3 separate regions of the Sus scrofa genome follow, and all the other regions are linked to region 2. The links are chromatin contacts, called in public Hi-C and targeted proximity ligation maps. All regions are on one chromosome and are shown on one strand. The core of a region is the stretch at or near the end of the contact, and the rest is flanking DNA. Distances in the headings are between cores, read along the strand shown. Region 1 overlaps TG (thyroglobulin). Region 2 has its middle 20 kb from the start of ST3GAL1. Region 3 overlaps TG (thyroglobulin).

Region 1 (4,756 bases), core at 1,742-4,241, 310 kb after region 2:
CCCAAGGTCACTGAGAGAAGGCAGCCTTGGTCCAAAGACTGCGGAGAAAGCAAAAGCAAAGACCGGATCTGACCCTCTGACAGCACAAAGAAGAGGGAGAGATACACCGAGACTGTTCAGAGCCAACACTAATGAACTCTTTTCTCCTTGGCTCTCTCCTTATTATTTCTAGACGCAGTCGTGTCTCCTACACCCTCTCCCCTGCCTCCAGGCAGTGCACAAAACTGCCACAGATTAAATCAGATTGTTCAGCCATGCCATTAGGGGGACTCCAGTTCTCAGTCTCGGGGGGCACTTTCACTCTTCTTGAATCAAAGCCTCTTTCAGATGATTTAACTCCTTCTTGGAGGTGGTAGGAAGCCAGCGAGCAGACCCCTAAGGGGCAGCTGGGCGGACGGGTTTCTCTGAACCGCGCGGGATGTGGTGCGTGCCGCCCAGCCCAGCCCCTGCTCTCCGCGTGCCCACCCGCCAGCCAGAAACAGGGAGAGGGTGGGTCCGAGGAGAGTCTGGCGCCAGCATTTACCCCGTCTTTCTCGTCTCGAGACCCTGGGTGTGTTTCTTTCCTTGGCTGGACCTCAGTTTTCCCATCTAAAAAATGCAAGTTTCAAGTCTTGTTTTGTTTAGTTTTCCTGCATTGGGGCCCCTGAATTGCGCACACACACCCCCACCCCCCGCCCCTGGTTGGCGCACAAATGCTCCTAAAGCATTCTGAAGCTGTCGAAAGCGAGGCGACGTTAGAATTCACTTAGATAGATTACAAAGTCTTTCCCCTATGACTTTGCTGGAGTTGTCAGTGTGAAGATGAGAGTCGCACTTGATGGCTGGAGGCTGTGGCTTGGAAACAGCGCAGGGCAGGCAGGTGGAATAGAAGAGGCGAGAAGGGGGGGCCTGGGGTGTCTGGGGAGGTGGGAGCTCACCCACCTACTGGGGGCTCTAGGTTGGAGGTGAAAGGCACCAGCCCTGGCATCCAGTTGATCCTTGAGGCCAAGCATCAGGCTGCAGGGAGCCGAGTGTATTGTTTTTGGGGAGTCAAGTGACACAGTGTGGGGACCCTCTGGAGAGTGAGGGGGCAAGGCTGGCACACCCGGTTCTGAGTTATCTCTGCATGGGGAAGCCTGCCGGGGCCTCTCCTCCACCTGCCCTGGGAGCTTCCTCTGGAAGCTCGAAGGCCTTGGTGACGATGCACAGAAAGGCCGAGGGCTCCAGGGAGACACTGGGAGCAGGACAGAGGTGATGGGGCCTCCCATGCCGGGTGCCGGCTCCCCAGAGTCAGTCTCTGCTCCTTCCCTGGATGTACCTCGGGGTGCAGGGGGAGCCCAGAGGCAGCAGGGTTCCCTGTCAGCTGGGTGGAACCACGTGGTGCACAGGAGATGCTGAATTGCAGGGACTGAGGCTGCCAGCCACTCCTCTGGCCTGGTGTCTCCAGCCTTTTTCTGGAGCACATTTCTGTGAGAGCCTGCATCAGGCAAGGGGCCCTCCAGGGACAGTGAAAACTCGTCCCTGCCCTCTGGAGCCAGGGTGACGCTGCTAAAACCTGCCCAGCCCGCAGGACGGGCCCTGCCAGGGACAAAGCACCCCCTTGGCCGTGTGTGGGGAGAGAAGAGACAAGACGGAGGAAGACGAGCTCTGGTCTTTTATCAGGAGGGACCTCACTCTTAACCCACTCCTGCTCCCAAGAGGATCAGAAGATGGGACTCCTAATTTAAGCACATGCCCACTCCAGCCACATGTGCTGTGGCACCTTATGGGTTTAGAGAATTTGCCAGCCTTGTATTTATCTTGGAAATAGCACAACTGTATTACAATAGCACAATTATGTTACAATCTATTAGTTTGAGTGATAAGTGATAAACTGTTCATGTAAATAGTTAAAATAGATTAACTTTCAAGGAACACCCATCTGGTCTTCCTTTTTTCATAATATACCAGGTCCCCCACCTCCCCATCCCACCCCCAAATTAGGAAGTGGTACAGACCTTCCTCAGCCTCTGAAAGGCCTGGCTCTGAGTGCATAGGTCTTTCTAGAATCCTAACATGTCATGCACAGAGGAAGGATTTAAGGCCAAGGTGGAGGTTGGCCTGGCTGACTTTGGGACACTTTCAAATGCATGAGGCCTTGATCCTAACCTGGAGTCAGAGACTGGGGCGGAATGCGATTTTCCAGGTGGAACAGACGCCAGCTGGGGGGTTCTACTCCATCTTCTCTTTGTCCCCAGGAGACAGCAATGGCCATGTCTGTGGGTGTAGCTTTCTTCCCTGTGCTTCAAGCAACCTGAGAAGACACTTCTATCCTGGAATCATTTACGTCCTTTCCTAAAATACTTGTCCAAAGACCCAGAATTCAAGCTTTTCTCACTATGGACTTTCCGAGAATAGACTGTAAATGGCAAAAGCTAACATGGATCTTATGCTGGGCCATGTCCTCAGTGTTTCATGGGCTTTATCTATTCATATTGCAGCCACAACCTGATGTCGTTTGGCTACTATTCCCTGAAGCAGGCAGAGAAAGGTCAAGAGCTTGCCAAGGTCACCTAGCGTGCATGCGCAGAGCCAGACTTTTTGGATCTTGTGGAAAAAATCAGAGACTGAGCATCAGCCGATCAAATCCCCAGCTGCCCAGTTACGTGCTGTGTGACCTTGGACAAAACCTTTACCTTCTCTGAGCCTCAGTGTCCTTTCTGCAACATGGGGTTAGAGATGCAGGGAGTCTAGATAATCAAAAGTAACAGCAGATGCCGCAGCAGCCTGGGAAGCAGGCAACAAACACAGTCTCGCTAGGGTGTTTTCTTGCGTCCCCGTGGCTAAGGGCAGGCTGAGAAGCTCCGACAGAAGGGAGAAAGTGCAAACAGAAAGTCCCCGCTCCTCGTCCCCCCATTGGCTGTGGAGCCACGTGTAACTCCTGAGCTTTCAGAGCGTGCACGCCCGGCCCCAGGGAGTTGAGGGCCGGGCCCCAGGAGTGGAGCCCCGGCGAGTGAAGCAGCTTCAGCCTCTCCTGCAGATGCTGCCGCCTGTTTGCTGTCAGCCGGGGCGGAGGAATGGAAACTTTCTCCACCAACAGCCCTTGCGAGCAACTTCCCTCTCTGTGGTTTTTCTCTGTCATTCCCTTGATAAAAGAAGTCGAGCTGCACAAACGTAACCAACATTCACGAACCTCGTCCTCACATAAAAACACCCGCCTTTCAAGAAGCCAGCGGCCTGAAAAAATGATACACGATGTATTCTAATCTGGGTCATTCTCCACCCAGAGGGCCCGGCGCGTGGCTGACGCTCCGTGTGGATTCCCTGTGCCGTTGGCTTCGAGCGGCTTCGACAGCCCGGGGGGAGAGAGAGATGGGGAACAGCGTGCGATCCAGCCCAGCGCCTGCCGAGAGGCCAGCGCCCAGCCCAGATGGTAAGTTTGGCTTCTTTGGCGAAGATCGGGCGGTGGGGGCGCCGATGGCTGTTGAAACCTGGCAATGGGCACACGGCACTTCCTTCTGACTCTCTCACTTTGCTTGTCTTAACATGTTCATATTAAATGTTAAAAAAGAGGGATGCTGGTGCCCTAGAAGGATGCCAAATCGTGGGCATTTTGTGATGGACCTTGAGAGCAGCGTGTTCCATCCCTTTCTTGTATTTATAGGTGGGGAAACTGAGGCCAACGAAACGAATGTAACGTGTGCACTAGCTATTGTCAGAGTCTGACTTCCACCCCAGGCCAGGCTGATTCTGAAACCAGACCCCGAAGGGCCTATAACATTATCACGGGTATAAAACATTATCATGGGTATATCATATGATCAGGCTCAGCTAGAGCTTTCCCAGTGTAACTTTACAAAGCTGGCCCCCCGCCCTAGGACATATTCCTGAAAATAAAGGAATCCTTGTGCCACGGGTAGAATCACAGGGGCCAGGTGTTCTAGGGGGAGGGCACAAGGATGACAAAAATCTGATTCTCCCAGAGATACCAGGTTTTGCCAGACTCTCGAAGCTACAGAGTCGAGCAGGGATGGCTCCAGAGCCGGGAGGAGACATGGGCCAGCAGAAGGCAAAGGCCGCGAGCAGGCCCGTGGAGCTCCGGCTTCAGTGGTGCTGGGGGCCGTGGACACCCTCACCTCTACCCCCTATCAGGGCAGCGGGGCCGCACCTGTGGGTCCTTTAGGGTGTCGGGAGGGGTGTGGTCAGGGGGTCCGTTGGTTTCCCCAGGGTGAGTCATGGGGGATTTGAGACACTCGCCTCCCAGTGTGGAGTCACTCCATGACTCCTGTGGCCCCTTAAAAAAGGAGCTGCCTTTTCACTTCTCCCAAAAGGGAGACACTCAGCTTACACAGAGTCTCATGACTTCCCAGATGTCCCCAAGTGACGGTGCAGAGACCCTCCTCTTTGGTCTGCAGCTCTCGTCAGATGCAGGGCAATTCAGAGGCTCTCCTTTCTAGCTCGGCAATACCCCTCCCCAAACCTAGTGGGGAAAGACACTAAGAATGTTCCCCAGGACAAAGGAGGAGGAACCACGTGATTGGGTGGAGCAGGCTGGGTGCGCCGGGGCCCTGAGCGGCGGGGCCCTCCACCTCCCATGCAAAGCTCAGAACTGTGTGCAGTTGTGCAGAGAGGCCGTGTGCCTGCCGCGGGCAAGGGCCTGGACCCCTTCTCCCACCTTCTCCAAACCTACTCAAGCCCTAGTCTCCTCCTCCGGTCATGGCCACCTCCAGAAAACTGACACAGCCATGCCCAGGGCCCATGCTGAGCCCAGGGTGCCTTGTGGCCTCTCCCGCGGGGA
Region 2 (4,499 bases), core at 885-3,384:
GGCCTCAGGCCTGGAACTCTGGGCCTCAGAACTTCACTAGCTTCAGATCTCCCTCTTCTTCTTTTTGGGGGGAAGAGGGGTGGCTTTTAGGGCCATACCCGCAGCATATGGAGGTTCCCAGGCTAGGGGTCCCATCAGAGCTGTAGCCACTGGCCTATGCCACAGCCACAGCATGCCAGATCTGAGCCACATCTGCGACCTACACCACGGCTCATAGCTCAGATCTTTAACCCACTAGGCGAGGCCAGGGATCTAACCAGTGTTTTCATGGAAACTAGTCAGATTCCTTTCTGCTGAGCCACGGTGGGAACTCCCAGACTCTTACTCTTTTTCTGAGACTCATAGCTTTGTAACCTATGTGTTACAAAGCCTGATCTCTTGGAACCTTAGTTTCTTTTCTTTCTTCTTCTTTTTGCTTTTTAGGGCAGCACCCATGGCATAGGGAGGTTCCCAGGCTGGGGGTGAAATTGGAGCTGCAGCTGCTGGCCTACACCACAGCCATAGCAACTTGGGATCCAACCCTCTTCTATGACCTACACCACAGCTCATGGTGACGTCAGATCTTTAACCCCCTGAGCAAGGCCAGGAATCGAACCCACAACCTCAGGGATACTCGCTGGATTCGTTTCTACTGAGCCACAACTGGACCTCTGGAACCTTAGTTTCTCAATCTGTAAAGTGGGTATTAAATGACAGAGTAGCTATAAAGCCAAGAAGGCAGCATCCCAGCCTCTGAGTCCTTTCTGTGTGCCAGGCTTTCGTGATGCATTTTCTCACTTCGTTCTCACAAGAGGCCTAAGGGTGAGATGGCGTTGCCACCTTCGTGGAAGGTCTGGGGCTCAGAGACCTTGGTTACTTGCTGCAGCCACACACTCTGTAAGGGATCAGGAGGATTCAAGGTCAGACCTGGCTCTGTCAGGCTAGTGCTGCGGCCACCAGTAAGCCCTACCTCCCAGTGACTTACAACCGAATAACAAGGTTTGTTCCCTGCAGTGTCACAGTCTGAGGGGTTTGGCAATCTCTCCCTGTGGTGACTTGGGTCCCCTAGCTGTTTTCATCTTGTGCCAACTCCAACTTCAATCGGTGGCCTTCAAGGTCACGGGCAAAGGGAGGGGGGGTGATGACTCACTAATTCTTTTTTTTTGTCTTTTTAGGGCCGTACCCGTGCCAGATGGAGGTTCCCGGGCTAGGGGGAGAATCGGAGCTACAACTGCCGGCCTGCACCACAGCCACAGCAAAGCCAGATCTGAGCCGCGTCTGCGACCTACATCCCGATGGATCCTTATGCCACTGAGCAAGACCAGGCATTGAACCTGCATCCTCGGGTTCATTTCTGCTGAGACGGGAAGTCTGACTCACTCATTCTTAACTCTCTCTGCCTGGAGTTGACACCCATAGCTTCCGCTCAAGGTCCAGGGGCCAGAGCTACCCACGTGGTCCCAACAAGGGGCGGGAGGCTGGGAGATGTGGTGGAGCATCTGGGATTCAGAGGGGCAGTGTCTCCACCCACGTCTTTCCCTGACGTCACCCACATCAAGGAGCTGGCTGGTGAGAGGCCCCCTGGTCCTGCCCTGGTGAGACCCGAGTCTGCCTGGGCCAAGGGCTCCATGCTGTGGGCTCAGGGAATGGCAGACGGACCAGCCCAGACCCTAGGGAGGGACCCCAGCCTAGGCTCCATCAATGCCTCCTGCTATCCGAAGGGCTGCAGTGTGGACCAGGAGCTGGGTGTGTTCCTGTGCTTATTCCCTTCGCCGGGCTCCTTCTGTGCAGATCCTTCTTCCACTGCGGACTCCCCAGTGAAGGCAGGAGCAGCCCTGTGTCCGACGGGGGGATTCTTCTAGAAGCCCTGAAGGAAGGCCTTCAGGTTACACATTCCTCACAGCCAGAGCTCTGTGATGGAAGAGGAGGGAAGGTGGGGGTGGTGGGTCAGGACCAGAAACAATGAGAGAGAAAAGCTGGCTGTCAGGGTTTCATTTAAACTTAGGTTTTCTAAAGAAATCTGAGCCCATAGAATTGTTCCAGAAATAGAGCTGTGACTGCAGGCACGTCCTGGAAACCCGACTTCCTGTTGCACACACGTGGCTTCCCTTTACCAGCTGAGCTTTCCGAATAAAGACGGAAAATGCACGGGCCAGCCTCTCCAGGTCCCGGTTGCGAAAGAGTCAGGCTTCCCCGTCCGATGCACGTAGGCTCGGCGGAGGGTGGGAAGCTGGGAAAGAGCCCAGCTGATCAGGAGATGCCTCTGGGCAGATTCTTCCCAGGGCACCGGGTCCCTGGGAAACCAGGTCCCTGCCCAGGGGGCCAAGGTCCTGCCCCAGCCCTGCCCTTGCCCTCCAGCTCGGCCACCTCTCCTTGCTGGGCTGTGGCGATTGCCTCCCTTCCTGCTGTGGCACTAGCTGGCTGGATGGGGGCAGGACGAACCCTCTGGCCCTCAGGAGAGTCATCTGCTACCCTCTCCGCTTTGGCTGGAGGACACATCCCCCTTCCCTTCTGACACCCACCTTCTCCCCCCACCCTGGCCCGTCTTGCCAGGCTTCCAGAGCCTTCTGCCCTCAGAACATGCTTTTCCAAGGACCTGTGTCTTGGCCTTCCTGTCCGCCTGGTCCCCTGGGCAGCTCTCAGTCAGAGATGGGGGAGGGGGGTCCTCTTATTCTCAGGCAGTGCCCAGGACAGGGCCTGGCAGCTGGCAAGTGCTCAGTCAGTGCTGGCTGAATGGACAAAGCATCACCTTAAAGATGCTTTGACGGGGGAGGTCCCGTCATGGTGCAGTGGAAACAAATCCAACGAGGAAACGTGAGGTTGCGGGTTCCATCCCTGGCCTCGCTCCATGGGTTAAGAATCCGGTGTTGCTGTGAGCTGTGGTGTAGGTTGCACATGCGGCTCGGATCTGGCGTTGCTGCAGCTGTGGTGTAGGCCGGCAGCTGTGGCTCCGATTGGACCCCTAGCCTGGGAACCTCCATGTGCGGCGGATGCGGCCTTAAAAAGAAAAAATAAAAATAAAAAGGTGCTGGCTGGATAAATAGTCAGGTAAATGCGAGAGATGCAGCAGAAGATGAAGGCTGAGGGGGGCGTAGTGGGAAGGTGAGAGAGTTGCCCCCCACCCCGTGGCATCATTCCCAACCCGCTGGAAAGCCATAGCACCAACCTGTCCCTCCTCTGACCCCAATTCTCTAGGCTACGAATTTGAGTGGCCAGGTCAATTTGAAGTGCCTCCTGCTGATGGAGCAACCCTCTCCCGATCTGACCCTCTGTGAGCCTCAGAGCCTGGGGTCTTGGTTGGCATGGAGGGGACCTTCCCAAGGCCGAAGACTCAGGTCAGCAGTTTTGAACTGAGACATCCCCTGGAAGGACACACCTGGGGTTGGGGGGGAGTGGACCCCACAGGGGGTACTTTGTGCTGGGAGTCAGGGGTCCCCAGGAACACCAGGCCGAATTCCAAATTCCGACCTTTCCCTGGCACGTTCGCATCCACGACCATGTTTGCTGCTTGCAGAGCTGCGTAGAGCGGGAGGCAGAGGCCCCCAGCTCTGGATTCAGGGAGGTGTGGTGACTTAGCCACGGCCCCACAACACAGAGCAGGGCTGGCCTTCATTAGGCTTTGAAGGTCCCTGTGCAGATGCAACACTGGCCCGAGAAGGCGCTCGGTAGGTCCGGATGCCCAGGACCTTGCGTGGGAAGTATGTGTCATGCCAGCCTCAGGTCAGGAACTCGCCCAAAGCCAGAGCTCATAGGATTTGAACCGGCCATTTGACGCCATAGTTCAGGCCCTTACCTATCACACAGGGCTGTATTCTGCCACGTGGGGCGGCCAGACTGCAAGCTTTGGGTGTCAGAAGAACTCATAAATAGAAGGCCTTTAGGAAGAGCCAGAATGAGAAGGCACAGGAGTTTCTATTGTGACACAGCAGAAACGAATCCAACTAGCTTCCATGAAGCTGTGGGTTCGATCCCTGGTCTCGCTCAGTGGGTTAAGGATCTGATGTGGCTGTGGCTGGGGTGTGGGCTGGCAGCTGCAGCTCTGATTTGGCCTCTAGCCTGAGAACTTCCATATGCCGTGGGTGAGGCCCCAAAAAGCAAAAAAAAAAAAAAAAAAAAAAGAGAGAGAGAGAGAGAAGGCATTTCAGAACAGTGGTAGATGAAGCCTATGGACACAAAACAAGATGGTGCCCCTTCCAGACCCAATGCTCTGTGATGAACTGTGGTTGCCGTGGTTCTCTGACTCCCACCCTTCCCTGACCCTGTCCACAGGATGAAGTGCCTCCTGCTGATGGAGCAAAGACCTGACCCGGCCACATCCCTTATGTAGGCTTGGGCAAATTTCTTAATTTTGCCAAGCCTCAATGTCCTCAGCCGTAAAATGTGAAAAATGACCATGTCTCCCTTGCAGTTTGGCTAAAGATGGGAGGGCACAGTGCCTATGATTGCTTAATGCAGTGCCATAAACATCGGAAGGTTACAGAAGTCTAATGTATTTTTGACACGTATGGTGAAATGCATAG
Region 3 (4,811 bases), core at 709-3,208, 440 kb after region 2:
CTGGAAAAGAGCCACAGCCGGAGGCTCAGGAGGCGCCCTGAGGGACTTGCCCCGGGCATCCCGCAGACAACCTCCCTCCTTTGCCTTCACAGCAGTGCCAGCAAGACCCCATGTCCATCCTGGTCTGTCTGCCCTCCCCAGCACTGTCCACAGCACAGGCCTTGGCACCCACATCCCCCCAGCAACCACCCACTTGACCTTCAGGCTGCTAGAAGGTCGCTGCTCCCATAGTACCGATGGGACAACCAAAGGCCAGAGGACCCAAGGGACTCGGCCACCAGCTGCCAAAGAGGAGCCTAGAGTCCAGCTCGCTTGCCCCCAGGGGAGGGCTCTTTCCCAAAATGAAAATGAGGGGTGTTGCTCGCCCCCTCCAGGCTGCCCGGCCCCCTCACCAGTCGCGGCGTGGCACTGCACGGGCTCCCAGCTTCCCAGTGCATCACACTGGGGCACGTAGGGGTAGGGCTGCAGAGGGCCCGATGTGCGGGGGGCATCACTCAGGGCAACACGGCGTCTCTGGTAGAAGCTAAAGGCTGGAGGTGGAGACAGAAGCAGAGGCGTGAGCAGAGCCGCGTGGGCTCCATCCTAAGAACAGCAAGCACGTCCCTGCCCAATTGGCAGGCTTTTGTTTATGTGACAAACATTTCCACCCCGAGGAGGACAGAGGGACCCTGAGCAGCGGGCAGGCCCTCACCACACTGCCCTTTCAAAATAAAAATGTGAAAACAAAACCATTGGCTGGGAGTTCCCATGGTGGCTCAGTGGGTTAAGAACCTGACTGGTATCCATGAGGATGCGGGTTGGATCCCTCATTCAGTGGGTCAAAGGGTCCGGCATTGCCATGAGCTGCAACTAGGTCACCGATGTGGCTCTGATCTGGTGTTGCTGTGGCTGTGACCTAGGCCGGTAGCTGCAGCTCCAACTGGACCCCTGGCCTGGGAACCTCCATATGCCACAGGCGAGGCACTAAAAAGACAAACAAACAAACAAAAAAAAATGGTGGCTGAAGTTTGAATGAACTCTCATCTCATGGTGTCTTCTGGTGTGGGAATAACGTGCTCACTGCACGTCTCCCAGGCGCCAGGCCAGCTCCCTTCCCTCCCTGCTCCCCACCCCACCCCACCCCCCGCACCCCAGGCCCCGGGCACCGCTGCCATGTTCTGCTGGCCAAAGGCGCTCAGTCGCCTCAGTCTCTGTGCTGGGCCTTCAATCCCCAGACTCTCGGGGACCAGGAGGTCTGCCCAAAAGAACCCCCCAACTATGCAACAGCAGAGACGCCTCTGCTCATCTGGAGGGGTCCCAAGAAAAGTGGGAACCCGCGTCCTGTGCTAAAGACCCTTCCTAGTTTCCCAGTGGCCTGAGACAGGTGTCGTCAGAGCTGTGGCTCCGTGGAGGGAGGGGCGCTGCCTCCGCCCGACTTCTGAAGAAAATGGCATCGACACTCAGGGAGCCCTCTGGCACCAACAGCTCTCTCCCCGCTTCCTCTAAATTTCCCTCCGGAACCAACATGGTCACAACTCGGGGAACACGAGTCCCTCTTTGGCCCCTGGATTACGTCATGCCTGTCCACACACAGGTCTGCAGAAACTGCTTCCTCGCCAAAGGCGGAATCTCCTGGTCTCCGAGGAACAGAGAAAAGAGGTGCCCGGGGAGGGAAGGCGAGAGAGGAGAGACGACGAGGCGGGAAGGAGCAAGGGGATGCTTAACCAGCATTTCCTGGGTCCTGCTGTCTGCCAGGCACCAGGCCGGGCCCCAGGATATAAAGATAAGATGGGGTGCCTTGTCCCCCCGCCGCCCAAAGAGATGGCTGGAGAGGGAGGGGCAGGGAACAAAGATGGCACTGGGCTTAGGGGACCAAAGGCAAGCGAGAGCCAACGCCAAAGCGGCAGCAGGCCTGCCAGAGCTGTGAACTCAGGGACGAGGCTCCCACCTGTGGGTGTGGGTGCTCTGTCTCAGAACCCAGGTTGTGCGGGGAGCACGGCTGTGCTGCTCTGTGACTCAGGCCCAGAGACCCAGCCACAGAAGCAGCCAAGACCGCCACACAGCGGTGGGGAACTCAGGGAGGCTTGGGGATAAATGAATCGTGTGTCCTGCCAAGTTGTGGTGGGTCAGTGAGAAGACGGCAAGAGGCCTGGGTCCTGCTGCCCAGCAGGCTGCCCATGGAGGAGGACGAGCGGGAGATGAGAAAGACCTGGGCTCTGAGCCCAGCCACACTGGAGCAAAGGGGCAGTGGGCAGAGGCCTGGGGGCCAAACTACCAGCAGAATTCTTGGCTTCCTGGTGGGCTGCAGGCACCATCTGCAATACAAAACGTGGAGCCTGGCCCCACGGCTCTGCTGGAGGATCCGGGGGCATCCTGGAGAGGTGGGCAATATTCCTGCCTTGACCGGGACCACAAGATGCATTTGTCTTTTCTGGCGCCCATGGGCCCAGGGAAACCACAGTCCCGAAGATAATGGAAGAGGAACTAATTCCAGCTCTTGCTTCCCCCAAAGAAGGAATGAGAAACCAGAAGCAAGGGGCACTCACTGGACTGTGCTGCCAGTCGAATGGCATAATCGCTCCCGCTCAGAAACTTCTCCAAGAAAGTCTCCCGGGATGGGGAGAGTGGGGGAAGGGCCAGCTCCTCATCGGTCAGCCGGATTCCTTTGGCCGCTAGGAAACTCTCTCCCAGAGGAAACTGAGAACTGTTGGAAACCATGACAATCTCTTCTGCTTCCTTAATGAACTGCAGGACGCGAAGCTTCACTTCTTCACAAGAGCCAGGACCTGGGGAGTAAAGACGTGGCAGACCATGCGTGGCTCCTCTTGACCTTCGAAGTATGTGAGCACCCGTGCGCATGCATGCACACACACACACACATACACACACACATTTCTGCCTCCGCTGTTTCCTTCACCCCTGCACTTTCCACAACCTGGACTCTTGTTTCTGTTTTATCTCCACAACTGCCTTCACTCAACATTTATGGAGTACCTAATTTGTAAGAAGATTAATCTTAGCTAATGTTTATTCCATACCAGTACCAGGCAGGTCCTATGAACATTTACACAATCTAATTTAATCCATGCAATAGCCCAGTATGATATTATTCTTATCTGTGTGTTACAGATGACAGACTGAGTCATGGGAAGTCATAGAACTTCAACAAGCTCCTAGCTGGCAAGTAGCTGCTTCAGAATTCCAGTCTCGTCAGTATGACCCCAGAACCAACCATCCTGACCAGCTGCCTCAAATGGAAGGATGGACAGGTGGATGGATTAATGGATGATAGGGAGATAATGATAGATGGATGGGTAGATGGATGGGGGAATGGATGCATGGATGAGTGGATGGATGGATGAATGGATGGATGGGGGAATGGATGCATGGATGGATGGATGGATGCATGGATGGATGAATTGATGGATGGATGGGGGAATGGATGCATGAATGAATGGATGGATGAATGGATGGGAAATGGATGCATGGATGGATGGATGGATGGATGGGGGAATGGATGCATGGATGGATGACTGGATGGATGGATGGATGGATGGATGGATGGATGGATGGATAGATGGATGGATGGGGGAATGGATGCATGGATGAATGGATGGATGGATGACTGGATGGATGGATGGGGGAATGGATGGATGGATGGATGAATTGATGGATGGATGGGGGAATGGATGCATGGATGAATGGATGGATGGATGGATGGATGGGGGAATGGATGGATGGATGGATGAATTGATGGATGGATGGGGGAATGGATGCATGAATGAATGGATGGATGAATGGATGGGGAATGGATGCATGGATGGATGGATGGATGGATGGATGGATGGGGGAATGGATGCATGGATGAATGGATGGATGGATGGATGGATGGATGGATGGGGGAATGGATGCATGAATGAATGGATGGATGAATGGATGGGGAATGGATGGATGGATGGATGGATGGATGGATGGATGGGGGAATGGATGCATGGATGAATGGATGGATGGATGGATGGATGGGGGAATGGATGCATGGATGAATGGATGGATGGATGGATGGATGGATGGATGGGGGAATGGATGCATGAATGAATGGATGGATGAATGGATGGGGAATGGATGGATGGATGGATGGATGGATGGATGGGGGAATGGATGCATGGATGAATGGATGGATGGATGGATGAATTGATGGATGGATGGGGGAATGGATGCATGAATGAATGGATGGATGGATGAACTAATGGATGGATGGGGGAATGGATGGATGGATGAATGGATGGATGACTGGATGGATGGATGGATGGATGAATTGATGGATGGATGGGGGAATGGATGCATGGATGAATGGATGCACAGATGGATGGATGGATGGATGGATCAGGGAATGGATGGTGTTATGGACTGAACATCTCTGTCTTCCCCAAGTATATGCTGAAGCCCTCATCCCCAGGGGGTGGTATTTGGATACGGGGCCTATGGGAGGTGATTAGGTTTAGATGAGGTCATGACAGGGTGAGGGTCTCCTGATGGGACTAGTGTCTTAATAAAAAGATGAAGAGACCATAACTCTTTCTCTCTCTACCATGTGAAGACATGGCGAGAGGGTAGCCACCTGTGAGAAAGGGCAGCAGCCCTCATCAGGAATCAAATATGGCACCTTGACCTTCCACCCTCCAGAACTGTGAGAAATAAATGCCTCTTGGTTAAGCCCTCAGTCTGTTACGGTTACAGCCCTCATCCACACACCAGCAGCTCTGGGGACCAGGGCTTCGGCACATCCACTGAGGAAGGACACAGTCGGTCCACGACGCTGAGGCCCAGAAAAG

The links. A called contact is a pair of places that touch in the nucleus more often than the background predicts.
Region 1: a contact with region 2 is called in a targeted proximity ligation map of alveolar macrophages. A contact is called at or near these places in 2 of 47 Hi-C or Micro-C datasets (embryonic fibroblasts and heart right ventricle) and 1 of 2 datasets of targeted methods (alveolar macrophages).
Region 3: a Hi-C map of retroperitoneal adipose tissue shows a contact between it and region 2, with 2.2 times the contacts expected there. A contact is called at or near these places in 1 of 5 promoter capture datasets (liver), 27 of 47 Hi-C or Micro-C datasets (alveolar macrophages, blood, brain and 16 more) and 2 of 2 datasets of targeted methods (alveolar macrophages and skeletal muscle).

What each region holds. Positions count from the first base shown.
Region 1 is chr4:8,221,455-8,226,210 of Sscrofa11.1, forward strand. All of the region lies in intron 40 of TG (thyroglobulin), which reads right to left. SLA (src-like-adapter) reads left to right here. Exons shown (of 8, transcript XR_002343070.1): 3 at 3,246-3,391. Among named protein-coding and RNA genes, the nearest start is that of MIR9795, 53 kb to the right of the region's middle.
Region 2 is chr4:7,914,242-7,918,740 of Sscrofa11.1, forward strand. No RefSeq gene overlaps it. Among named protein-coding and RNA genes, the nearest start is that of ST3GAL1, 20 kb to the left of the region's middle.
Region 3 is chr4:8,358,278-8,363,088 of Sscrofa11.1, forward strand. It overlaps TG (thyroglobulin), which reads right to left. Exons shown (of 50, transcript NM_001168418.1): 11 at 2,526-2,765; 12 at 393-530. Among named protein-coding and RNA genes, the nearest start is that of TG, 22 kb to the right of the region's middle.